Regions from separate parts of the Lactuca sativa genome. Here region 1 is linked to region 2. A link is a contact called in public Hi-C data. All regions are on one chromosome and are shown on one strand. Each heading gives the region's core, a stretch centred on a gene start, on an enhancer-like site or on the middle of the called end of the contact. The rest is flanking DNA. Distances are from core to core; before and after follow the strand shown. Region 1 holds the start of LOC111896208 (calcium-dependent protein kinase 26). Region 2 holds the start of LOC111896204 (CMP-sialic acid transporter 2).

Region 1 (6,249 bases), core at 3,293-5,792, 170 kb after region 2:
CTAAGTGGCAGTTTGATAGTTGTCGATTGAGGTGTTGTTTGTTTTTTCGAAGCTAAAATGATGTAGTCTGCAGACCGCATCAGAAACCATCTGCGGCAGAAGAGGTGGATCAAACGTCTGCAAACTGCAATAAAAAGTTTGTTTGTTTTTTAATGTCTGTAGGCTGCTGAAATAACCTGAAATTAACCATACAATAGTTAAAAATAATTTTAAATCAAAACTTTATTTAATTTTAATCATATGCAAATTGAATATACGAATCATCATGATGATATGATTTTTAAAGACGAACATAATAATTACTAAATAACAATAAATAAAATTGTTAATTTATCGAACAACATATTCATTTTGTTAATTTTTCCAATATGAAGGTTATTTTTTCGGTTAGCTTCAATAGATTTGGTAATTTTTGTGATCACCTTCATAATTTATTATTATTTGGTTATCAAACACTTTTGAAATTATGTAAAGTACACTTGAATTGTTTATAATATCCTTTATAATATTATTAAAATAATAAACATGTGAAAAAATTAAAACAAAACTACTTTCAATAATAACATGAGAAGTGGTATGAAGATGAGGGCTCATCGCCGTGCAGCACGCACGCAACAGTTTTAAATCATAAATCTTATAAAAAACAAACAATTGTAAAAGGTCAAGTGTTCTGTCTTGTCAAAACCAAAAACAAACAACTATGAAAGACCAAGTGTTACGCGTGTTATATGTGACGCAACCAGAAGTGGTCAAAAGTGATTTATTAAAAAAAAAAAAAAACGAAAAAACCAACCCCAAAGTCGAAGTTTGATTGAGTCAACACGAGATCAAAGACTTCTAAATATGGTATCAAACAATTTGAATCTGATCGAATCAAACTTAGTCTTAGTAGCAGGCTTATGAACAGATCTTGATGAGCATTTTGATTTTGGTTTCTTGTGTAATAACTCACAAGTCACAAGTTATCATCAAGTGTAAAACACATGAAGAAGCATAGGCACAAAGTTTAGTAGATTTTGTTTCCTATCAAAATTAAAAACAATAGAAGTGTCATCGCACAAGAATTTGAACAATAATAACAACAAACAAGAAACTGTGCACTCATTAAGTTCTTACATATCCTTTCAAGTAATACAACAAACATAAAACAAATAATAATGCTCAAACATTAAACATCCACTGCCACCCAACTCCTCCTCCCTCATGGTGGTGGGTGGCGGCGGCACAACCACTTAAGTCATAGCCTTGAAGCCTCCATTGCCAGCTGTACAATCTACAATATCACCACCTTTGCAGACATACTTAAATTAAAGAGCCCCTGGTGCATCTCTCATGCTCATATTCAAACTGTTGCGCATTGTTCTTCTTCCGACTCCTGCATTTCCTTTTGTCATCATTGCCACAAATTCCCCATAATCAATCCTTCCATCCTGTATAATAATCACAACATAATCTCATCATTCTTTCTTTCAAATTCCCCAAAAACCAATAAAACTCGGAGCTTTTTCAATTAGCTTTTTATGGATTGATTTGAAAAAGCTCATGGGAAGAGCTTGTCAATTAACAAGCAACTTGAAAAGGTTTGATTTGAAAAAGCTTTTTGCAAAAAGTCAAGAGCTTTTTGGTTTGAATAAGCTCATAAAAATAGTATAGGATTGTATATTAAAATGTTGACTTTACGTTATCTTGGTCAACTTCTCTGATAATATCTTCTACAAGAAAATCAGTCATGTTATGATCTGCACAAGCTTGTTGAAGCTCATCAACCGTTATATAACCACTTCCATCTTTGTCAAAATACTGAAAAGCTGCAACAAGATGCTCCTCTCTTTCAAGTTTGTTTAAATGAATTGTAGCAGCTACAAATTCACCATAATCTATTGTCCCACTGTTGTCCACGTCAGCCTGGAAAACCACATGACATGTCAGCACAAACACCACACAACTTGACACGTGTACAACTTTTGAACTTTTAACTCAAGATTTACCGCATCCATAAGGTCACGAATCTCTGTATCCTTTAAAGTAGAACCGAATTTCCTTAATCCAGCTTTAAGTTCATCAAATGTAATTGCACCACTGTTATCAGTGTCCATTGCCTTGAACATTTCTCTCAATCCTGCAATCTCCTCTTCTGATAGGCTTTCAGCTATAACCTAAACACATTCAAGATTCAAGATTTAAGATTCAAGATTCAAGATTCAAGATTCAAGATTCAAGATTCAAGATTCAAGATTCAAGATTCAAGAATCAAGATTACTTTTTTATTAATCCAATAATATCATCAGTCATGTTTAAATCATATAAGAAAGTAGTAAATGCAAGAAATAGCAAAGTCAAACATGTTCTTACACGTAAAGCCATCTTCTTCAACTTATTCATTGCAGAGAATTGCTTCAAACGAGAAAGAACAGCTGGATCCAATGCTCTATCAGGAGCAACACCATTTTCACAAATCCAAGGATGACCTATATGCAAATAATTCATATTACACTTTTCAATAACATAATCTTTAAGATATCAAAATTAGTTTTACACTATTTTGAGTAAAAAGTCAACATACAAAGAACTTCATGAGCAGTTAGGCGATTTGAAGGCCTAGAACATAACATCTTCCTAATAAGATCTTTTGCACTATCAGATATAACAGGCCATGGGTCTGAATCAAAGTCTATATCTCCCTTCAAAACAGCATCAAATATCCCTTGTTGTGTTTCTACAAAAAGTCAAAGTCAAAGTCAAAGTCAACATTCCTGATAAGAAAATCCATAACTAGTGCTTATTGCTTATAACAAATACCAGCCCAAAATGGAGGCACTCCACTTAGCAGTATGTAAAGTATCACTCCAGCTGTCCATACATCTGCTTCTGGACCATAATGCTTCAAAAGCACCTCAGGAGCAACATAGTATGGACTTCCTACTACATCTGTAAAGATTTGACCTAAAAAAAAAAGAAAGAAAGAAAACCAAATTCATAATAAGATATAAAGATTTAGGCATTTTACAAGTTTCAGGTTATGTATTGCTATATAATATTATAATATACCTGGTTTGAAGAAAACTGAGAGACCGAAATCGATTGCTTTGAGTGAAAAATCATCATCTCTGTTAACCAATAAGAAATTTTCAGGCTTCAAGTCTCTATGCATAACACCAAGTGAGTGACAAGCTTCAACAACACCAACGATAATCTTTGTCAATTCAGCAGCTTTTCTCTCACTATAATGTCCCCTTTGAATGATCCGATCAAACAATTCTCCACCATTACAAAGCTCCATGACAATATGAACATACAAAGGATCTTCATATGCACCCTTAATCGTGACAATATTCTTGTGTCCTGCTAAATGGTGCATTATCTGAATCTCTCTCCTAACATCTTCCAAATCCTCTTTTGAAATCAGCTTCCTTTTGGAAATCGATTTACAAGCGTAATCTATCCCTGTTGCGATTTCAGTGCATAAATAGGTAGTACCGAATTGACCTTGACCTAGCTTTTGACCCAATGTGTAGACATCGCGAATGTTATCGGTTTTATGGCCAAGAACGTAGTAAGCTTGGTTGGAGGTTCCATGGCGACTCATGGTTATGGTGGTGTCTTTTTTGGGAAGAGGGAGGGGTTTCGGAGTGGGTTCTTTTGAAAATTCTTGAGATATGAGGTTTTGATTGATCAAGGTGGTGGGTGAGTAATCTAAAGAGTTGTTAGATAAAGCAGAAGAAGGGTTTTGAGTAGCGATTGAATGGTCTTCGGGCTTATTAAAGCCTTCTGTGTGTTTTGTTCCTAAAGATCCACGGCATGTATTGCCCATAAAGCGATCAACTTCTGCTCATCAAATTTGCTGCATAAAGAGGTATCAAGTCGTACAAATTAGACATGTAACACCTCAAGAAAAGTTTCGTCTTTTTTCTTAATAAAAAGATCTGCCAACAGATCGGAGAAGTAATCTTGAGTTCATCGTAAATAGATTGTTGATTAAACAAGAAAAAACCAATCTGAGCGAACTTGCTGAAAATCAACAGAAAGACTTCAAATTTGTTGATTTTCTGGCAAAACCCAGATGAGAAACTATAAAAATGGACAGAAAGATTTCAATTTGTTGATTTCAGGAAAAAAAAAAAAAAAAAAAAAAAAAAACAGATGAGAAACTATTAAAATGGACAGAAAGACTTCAAATTTGTTGATTTTAGGCAAAACCCATACGAGAAAATGAAATTAAATGACGAGAAAGACTTAAAAATAGATGAGAGCAACCAGAAGAAATCGATGAAATCAAGTACGTAGTTGCAAGTAATAAGATTAGAAGAGGTATAGATCTAGTAAAGTACCTGAAGGACGAATGTAAAAGTTAAACGGCGATCAGGTTGAGGAAGAAGACTAAGGATGATGATTAGCGGATGAACAGCTAGCATGGGTGTTGACAAGTTTAAATTTATGAAAAGTAGGAAACTCCAGTGTTGTTGCCAAGAAGGAACGGAGGAGGTGGTGGAAGATGGGTGCTGACCAGCTTACTGCTCACCAATCTCCCTCTAAACTTCCTCTATCCACAACAATATTACACATGACTACCTCAAACTATCCATCAAATCCCCATAAGCCCTGCAGAAACACCAAAATATATATATATATATATATATATATATATATATATATATATATATATATATATATATATATATATATATATATATATATATATATATATATATATATATATATATATATATATATATATATATATATATATATATATATATATAAAATAGGCTAAACATTTGACATGTTATATTAAGATGGAAAGTTGATATTGTACAATAGCCAAGATTGGTGTTTATCTCAGATCGGTCACTAATGTTTTTTTTTCCACAATTAGTCATTAAAGTAACATATTATTACCGAAAGATAAGGATATGAGCGACATGTTAACCAATGTACATGCTAGAAGCTAGCGTAGTATTAGGTGCTTTTTGCACATATTTTTGTCCATTTTATGCATCGATTTAGTGTAGTTTACTTCATTTTATATTCATTTCATTAAAAGTATTGTTATTTATTGGAACAATCTTACTTGCATATTTATGTAGTTTTAAGCAATGTACTATGGGAGAAGTCCTGAGGATGGCAAGTCATTTTATACATGACATGGGCAGTGTTGATTTTCCCTATTTCAACAAGGGTCGTGTTCGGTCCAACAACTGCCTTTTGGCAATTTTCCTTTTTATTCTATCTCGGGATTTTGGTGCATTTTAAACTTACACTTCATTTCAGGTGATCCGGAGGTGGAAACGCGCTTTGGGAGGTGGCGGGAAGCACAGGTGAAGGTATCGGGACGATCAAACGTGGAACAAAAAAGGTTGGAAAATCAAGTTTTCGCCTAGAAGCAAAGACGGACCTTGCAGAACACGGACCGTGTCATTTTAGCTTATATTGACACGGGTTGTGTTGATCCATTTATGCAATTTTGAGCAATGTACTTTGGAAGAAGTCCCGAAGACGGCAAGTCATTTTCTACACGACACTGGTCGAATTGATTTACCCTATTTCAACACAAGCCCTGTTCGGTCCTATAACTGCCTTTTGGCGGTTTTTCCTTTTTACTCTATCTTAGGATTTTGGTACATTTTAGACTTACACTTCATTTCAGAGCCCTTAGAGAATGGTGATTTCTAGTACTAATACAAGTTTTCGATTGTAATCATTTGGAAACATTTTGTCATTAGATTTGTAAGTTTCATTGCGGATTATTTCATCTTTTTTTTAACTTGTTGATTGTTCTAGCCATGTGTGTCTAGAACCCTAGTTTCTCCAACTTTATGTCTTGACTTCTTAGTTGTGATTTCAATCATATGATTTGATGTTTGTTTTCAATTTCTATCTATTGAATTTGATTTTGTTTTAATCGAATGCTTTATTATAATTGTAATTCTTATTGATAATTTGAATCAGGGTTAGGTCATTCAAGTTATCTAATTGCAAAATCTATAATTGCGGATTGGACTAAGTAACAAGCACTAAACTGATTTCCATTGAATGAATTTAGTGTAAATCTTATCCACACACTCTTACGCTTCCAAACTTGTGAGGGGTAGGGTGTTGTTGGAAACATTCACATCACACTTAATGTAATCTTTCAATTTAATACTAAAAGCTTCTTTAGGTTAGGTTAGTAAGGTTAGGGTTAATTAAAGAGCTTATTTGGGTTAATTAATGTGGTGAATGTGAAGTGTTAGAGCCTGTTAGCACTTATAT
Region 2 (6,375 bases), core at 501-3,000:
AACGATACTATTATAAAAAGAATTGAATAAAGATGAACTGTTTGTTTATGGAAATTCACATCCAATTCAGAAACAATATAAGAAAAAAAAATTGTATACTGAAGATAATCAAACTTACGAAGGGTTAAGTTGTGCTGTTGTGCACCCTGCACAAAGTAAAATGAAAGCAGCCCATTGGATCTCACTTAACCTATGAAAAGTTAAAGTCAATTGAATTCAAACAAAAGTCAATATGTGAAGTAATCATCACTCATCATGAGGATTTACATAAAGGATAGAGGAACACATACTTCTTCTTGAGAATTATACGATACAACACACCAGTGCTGATGATATTCAGGTTTTTCAAGATTTGATACCCTGGAGCATCCACATATGCAAAGATATAGTACTACAAAATACAGACATGCATCAGAAAGAATTCAATTCAATTCAATACAATTAATAATGTCAGATTGAAAAATGATAAAAAGATAAAAAGATAAAAACCAACCTGGAGCAAGTTTTTTACAAGGTAAAGTGCTGCAGGAATGGGGTAAACACTAACTTCATCTACTGTTGTACTCAACCTGATGAAAAGAGTGAGTTTCATACTTTCATAATGCAATGAAACAATGGGACAGATTTAATTTTGAAGAAAGATTATTGAAGAAACCTGTTATCTTCAGTCACACCTTCAGTTCTCCATATTCTACCCAAGGCCAAAAGCGATAGTGCACATTTCAAAGCCTCAACCTGATTCCAAAGCAAGGAAAATGGAGGTCTAGCATAAGACAATATAAGAAAGAATTCTCAATCAGAGTATGGAGCAAAAAGTAGAGGTTTTTCACTTGAAATCCTGGAAAAAAAAGTTCCTCACCAAAAAGTTTGCTGTTGTGACACTGTACTCGTATCTTCCAGCTCTTTTGGACCAGACAATAAGTATAGCTTGGGAGCTTGTTAGAAAAGTTAATGCTAGTGTCACCATAGACCTATTGCAATCAAGAGAAGGAAATACAGATCATGACATACGAAATCTTATAGCATATAATGAAATTGGCAATGATATGGTAGAGAGTTAGAGACTACTACTTACTTCATCTTCCACTTTGTTTTGTCATAAGGTGCAGGACCTGAAAATGTCAGCACAAACCTTCAGGACAAAAGGAAGACAAAACTCCTACAAGATGACATTTTAGTATTTTACAACACATGTATAATCTGAAAAACTGTATGATACCATCTAAAATAGCTTTTCCGCGTAAGCTCTCGAGGTCTTCGGTAGCAGGATTCACATCCTTATCCTACAAGGTAACATTACATTACATTACACTGAATATGTGGACTCAACAATACTGCAAAGAAGCAGATCGAGGTCGAATCTAACCATGAGGATGAGATATGTGTTGTTTAATTCGACTTAACCGACAAAATCGATGAGAATGCAGAGAGCCCCAAATTATATAAAGAGTATGATAAAATAAGAGAAAGAAATCTAGGGCGTAGAACATGGAGAAGAAGAGAACAGTGTTCGAACCTGATCTTTGATCCTTCTGTACTCCATTACAACGTTTCAATTTGAATTTCGCAGTACAAAACTGGATCCAGACCGATGTCGGTTGGAGGAGAGTGTATGAGCAGCTGATGAACTCGATGGCCGAAACAAGCATCAACGGTGGACGGAGTGATCTCTATTCTCTACTGGTAGTATCTCAGAGACTAAAAAGAGTAACTTGTAAATGGATGTAATTTGATGCTTGAATCAAGGTGTATTTTATTGTTTAGATATGATTTTTTGATTTAAAGTGTAATTGTCGTAATTTGATTAATTGAATTGGTTTATACGATCTAAAGGATTTAATATAAAATAAGGTTTCATTATTTACTTATGTAACAATCTTTTTTTTTATTTGTTTTTAATTTGTATAATCATGTTTATTTTTGTATGAAATGTGTAATGGCCGAGAGTAATTCATCCATAAAACCATATCAGTTTTTTTTTTCTTTTTTTTCTTCTCTAACATATGGGAATGGTTCTTTCTAACATCTCCTTTCCATAACATTTTAATACAACTCATGATGCCCATGACAATGATGAAAGGAGAACGAAAGAAACAAGCAAGCTTGGAGAGCACAACCCGAAGGAACCTCTTTCCCTAGCTATTCGGATATGTGTTTCCAACGAGAATGAAGACGATGTCTTTTTTCCGCCATTGTGCTTCAAGATAAGGGTGTTGATCGGGTATAATTTTCGGATTTCGGATAATTCGGGTTTTTTTTTAAAATACTACTCGATATCCGACCTATATTACACTTCGGGTACTCGGGTTCGGGTAGATCAAGTTTTACATATACCCTTATACATGTGCACTACGTTTTCTTTATGATATTTTTGTTTTACAAATTTTTTTTCTTTTGAAATTGACTATTGATAATTTATCGATACTCAAATATTAACTATGTAAGTTAATGGATCAATATAAGTTTAATAGTTATTATAGCTAATGTATCAGTTTTTTTTAAAAGATCGGGTATACCCGAATTTTTTTAAAGCTACCCAATATCCAACCTATTTAAGTATTGGGTTACCCGATTACCCGAATTTTCGAATCTGATACCCAGACCGATCTACCCGAATTCAGAACGGGTCAGGTCAGGTAAACAGGTATCGATTATTTTCAACAGGCCTAGTTCGACACCATCCACTCTAAAGATGTTTCAAAAAAATGACTACTTAAATTTTTAGACACTTCATACTATTTAGGTATTCTCGTTTTTAGCCAACAAAATTATAAGTTTAAAAAAATTTATGGTAGATGTAATTATTTATGATGTCATTGTAAGACATTGTTAGACTAAAGGGGTATACACCTATAGTGGAGTGTGATAAGTGTGATCTGACACCATAATGGGGGTGCTGTAATGATATACGACCTCAAAAGCCAGTGTGTGGTGAGGGTGAGAACTGGAGAAATCTACAACATCTCTAACCTCTTTCCCAACATAATGGGTGCGGGAAAACCATACTATAAGAACGCTTATCGTCGTTCTTTCATTTTTCTTCACGCTTCCTCTCCTATGTTTTTCTTTCTTCTAGGGTTCCTTTTCCTCTTCTCTTCCATGGCTGGTCCATCCGGAATCCTTTCTACTAAAGTTGAGTACAGGTTTCTTGAGAAGACGTACGACCTTTCTTCAGCGGATGAGGTCGAGTTCCCATGACCTGGTTCGTCCATTATGTCTCTTCCTCCTAGAAAAGTGGGGGTTTATCTGAAGAACCTTGAAGCTGGACTATGCCTCCCCCTTACCGATTTCCAGGAGGAGGTCTTGCAGAAGGACGGTTGTAGCATCCAGATGTTGACTCCCAACGTCGTAAACAAGGTAGTGGCGTTCGAGATGATCTGTTGTGCCAATGGCGTTCTCCCCGACTACTTCGTCTTCAAGTACTTTTTTAGGTTCTGCTGTACTGGTGACAAGTGTACTTTTTCCGTCCGGCAAGGGGGACACACCCTGGTTCCTAATGGACGGACCCTAAGAACTGGCAAGATAAGTGGTTGTAGGTGAATCACAGCTTGGCAGGTAATGGACGGTATCGTGCTAACTCCTTTGTCGACATTACTCCCAAACTGTTTCCGTGCAACCAGGGTGTCGCCGACCTCCTAAAGAGCATCCAGGTCACCCCTGAGGACTACTCCGAGGCACTACTGGCCATGGGAATGAGCCCCTCCTGGAGGCGACGGGGGAAAATGGCGGTCTTTTCCTTCATTGCTGATGGTAATGGTAACTGCTCGTATTATCTCTCCTTGCTCTTCATCTCTCCCCCCCCCCCTTCCTGCTATTTCTTTCTTCCATTAGGGTTAGGGTTTTAGTCTGCTTGATCCTTACGTTTGTTTATGCGCTTTCCTTGTACCTCATCTTTTGCAGGTGTTGAGTCTTCCCTGTCCATGGACGAGGTGCTACAGAAGCGTTACCGGGGGAAGTTGGAGTGCCGAGAGGCGGATTTGGTCGATCATCTTCCTCCCCCACAACACCTTGACCAGCTTACCCTGACCACTGCCGCTCCTGTTTCTCCTGTGGTTGGGGGCATCGACATCAGTTGGGGGAACCATTTTGGCCGTTTGTCCAGTTTCAACCGTCATACCCCCGACTGGCGCTTGCTCCAGTTCCGCTGAGGTGGATGAGGACAGCAAAGATGGTATAATCTCTGATGTCTGCCGCATGCAGGCCAAGAGGAAATCCGTCTTAACCATGGGCGAAACGGTTACCCGCTGCACCTAATGTCGCTAAACGAGTTCATACGAGGCGCAGTTTCACCCGCCTTCTGAATTTGATATCCTCAACACCGGCGGCGATTTTCGTGATCCCCGATGACGACGTTCAACAGTCCGAGGGGATCCCAGGGGCGTCAAAGCAGCCCGATATTCCTGTTCAAGCTATTTCTCAAGTTCTTTCTAACTCTTCTCCACTCAAAGGTTTCGATAGTGTGGAGCGGGTCCCAACTCCTCCTGGTGGGGACACTGGCGGGGGTTCTTCTGGGCCCCCCACTTTTGTCCTTGCCTGGAGTCTCAACAATGAATCTCAGCTTTCTGTGCATACCAACAAGGTGGAGTTTTCTTGGCACGCATTTCCTCTTGCTGTGGTTGCTGATATGGAGGTCATGGGCAGCTCCGCTCTTTCCCATAATATGTCTTATGTCGCTACACATGCTATGTTTTACCTTGTTGCAGGTGCTCGGCGTATTCAGCTGCTCAGTGAAATGGAGACTGTTCATGCAGGGTGTGATTCTCGTGAAGCTGGGTTAAGGCGCCAAGTGTCTGAGCTTGGAAGTGACACTCAGGGTTTGGAGCAAAAATGTCAGTTGCTTGCTGCTGAAAAGGCTGCTGCGGAGGAAGTCAGGTCCGCCTTAGAGGCCAAGGTTGATTCCCTTACTCAAGTGAATGAAGGGTTGCTGATTCAGGTTGAAAGTCTGGAGCGCGATGTTGCTGACCGTGACAGATTGATTGCCACAGTTCAAGCAGGTGTTGAAGCTACCCAGCGTGATTTGGACTGGTTACTGCACGTGGGTCTTGTTCGGATTGTGGATAAGCTGATTGAACACCCCGGACTTTACAAGTGATGTGAGTCTCATTCGCCATTCTGCTTTCGTCGTTGGGGCAGAATCCAGTCGCAGTGCCTTGGTTTATGGAGCGGCTTCTAAGTCTGTTAATCCTGGTGTTGGGGTCCCCCATCCTGGTCCCGTTGTAAGGAATGAGGCCCTTCTTGCGTTTTCTAGTATGGACCATGCATCTTGACTAGGATTGGGTAATTTGGATATCCAAAGGGTCCGGGAGCTTTGCGCTTTCACAGGTTCTGAGTATACTCCTGAAGGTATGGCGATCGATGTTGTAGATGATCTTAGTGTTAGAGGTAGTGTTGATGATTTAATTGGTGATGATGGTGGAGGTGTTGGCGGTGGCGAGGGTGCTAGTGGTAGTGGTGATGGTGATGGGGGTTTAGTAATGTTGATAAGGAGTTGGTGGTGATGTTGGCAGTGGTGGTGGTGGTGGACCCGTTGGTGGCGCTGATGAGGATGTGGGTGAACATGTTGGTGGGCTTGTTGTTGATGCTGGTGAAGGTGCCCATGCACCGTGTGCTACCCCTTATGGGGCGTGAAAATCTTTTTATTACTTGTCTCTTGTATTTTGAACAAACAATTTGTAGGTTTGGCTTTGTTGGCCTTCTTTTTTTTTTTGTATTGTTGTTGTGGCCCTTAGGCCGTGTTGCACTGGTATGCTTGTTTAATATGCATTGGGCTTTGTTCGCTTTTTTTGTATTGCTCTAAGCACTCTTAATTTAGTATGCCAATTTTATGAATGGGAGCATCCATTTAGTGCTTTGTATGCCAATTTGAGGTTGGTACACTATGTACGACAATTCCATACTTAATACTCTGGGTTTTTAGGCGATACACTAAGTATCGACACACTGGATATGGGAGTTTTGCGCTTAATACTATAAATATTCAATATCAATACACTGAGTATGACAGTTTTCATGCTTAATACACTAAGTATTTAACACCAATACACTGAGTATGAGAGTTTTCTCGCTTAATACACTAAGTATTTAAAATCGATACACTGAGTATGCACTTAATACATTGAGTATTTAAGCATGGGAAGTTTGCTCTTTAATACACTGAGTATTACACCAAGCATTACAATTATATAATCTGCCCCTGACATGTTAGGTAATGGAATTTGGACTTGCCAACTTAAGCGCTAAACAAAGCTGCTTGTCTGGGCGTTTCAAGCCCTTGGTACTGCTCATCCAACTTGGTGAGGCTTGTCAGAAGTAAAATTTCCTTAAGTTCCTCACATTTCATGTCCTAGGGATTTGTCTCCCTTCCATTGTTTCCAA

Evidence for each region. A called contact is a pair of places that touch in the nucleus more often than the background predicts.
Region 1: a contact with region 2 is called in a Hi-C map of seed, with 4 times the contacts expected there. The contact joins the promoter of LOC111896208 here to the promoter of LOC111896204 in region 2. A contact is called at or near these places in 2 of 4 Hi-C or Micro-C datasets (leaf and seed).

What each region holds. Positions count from the first base shown.
Region 1 is chr8:198,078,635-198,084,883 of Lsat_Salinas_v11, forward strand. LOC111896208 (calcium-dependent protein kinase 26) reads right to left here and starts at 4,543. Exons shown (of 8, transcript XM_023892223.3): 1 at 4,329-4,543; 2 at 3,049-3,841; 3 at 2,800-2,943; 4 at 2,564-2,716; 5 at 2,353-2,468; 6 at 1,989-2,156; 7 at 1,681-1,905; 8 at 997-1,430. The coding sequence starts at 3,811. The coding sequence ends at 1,308.
Region 2 is chr8:197,912,520-197,918,894 of Lsat_Salinas_v11, forward strand. It overlaps LOC111896204 (CMP-sialic acid transporter 2), which reads right to left and starts at 1,751. Exons shown (of 15, transcript XM_023892220.3): 1 at 1,517-1,751; 2 at 1,220-1,283; 3 at 1,076-1,112; 4 at 860-971; 5 at 656-735; 6 at 494-569; 7 at 291-391; 8 at 119-190. The coding sequence starts at 1,543.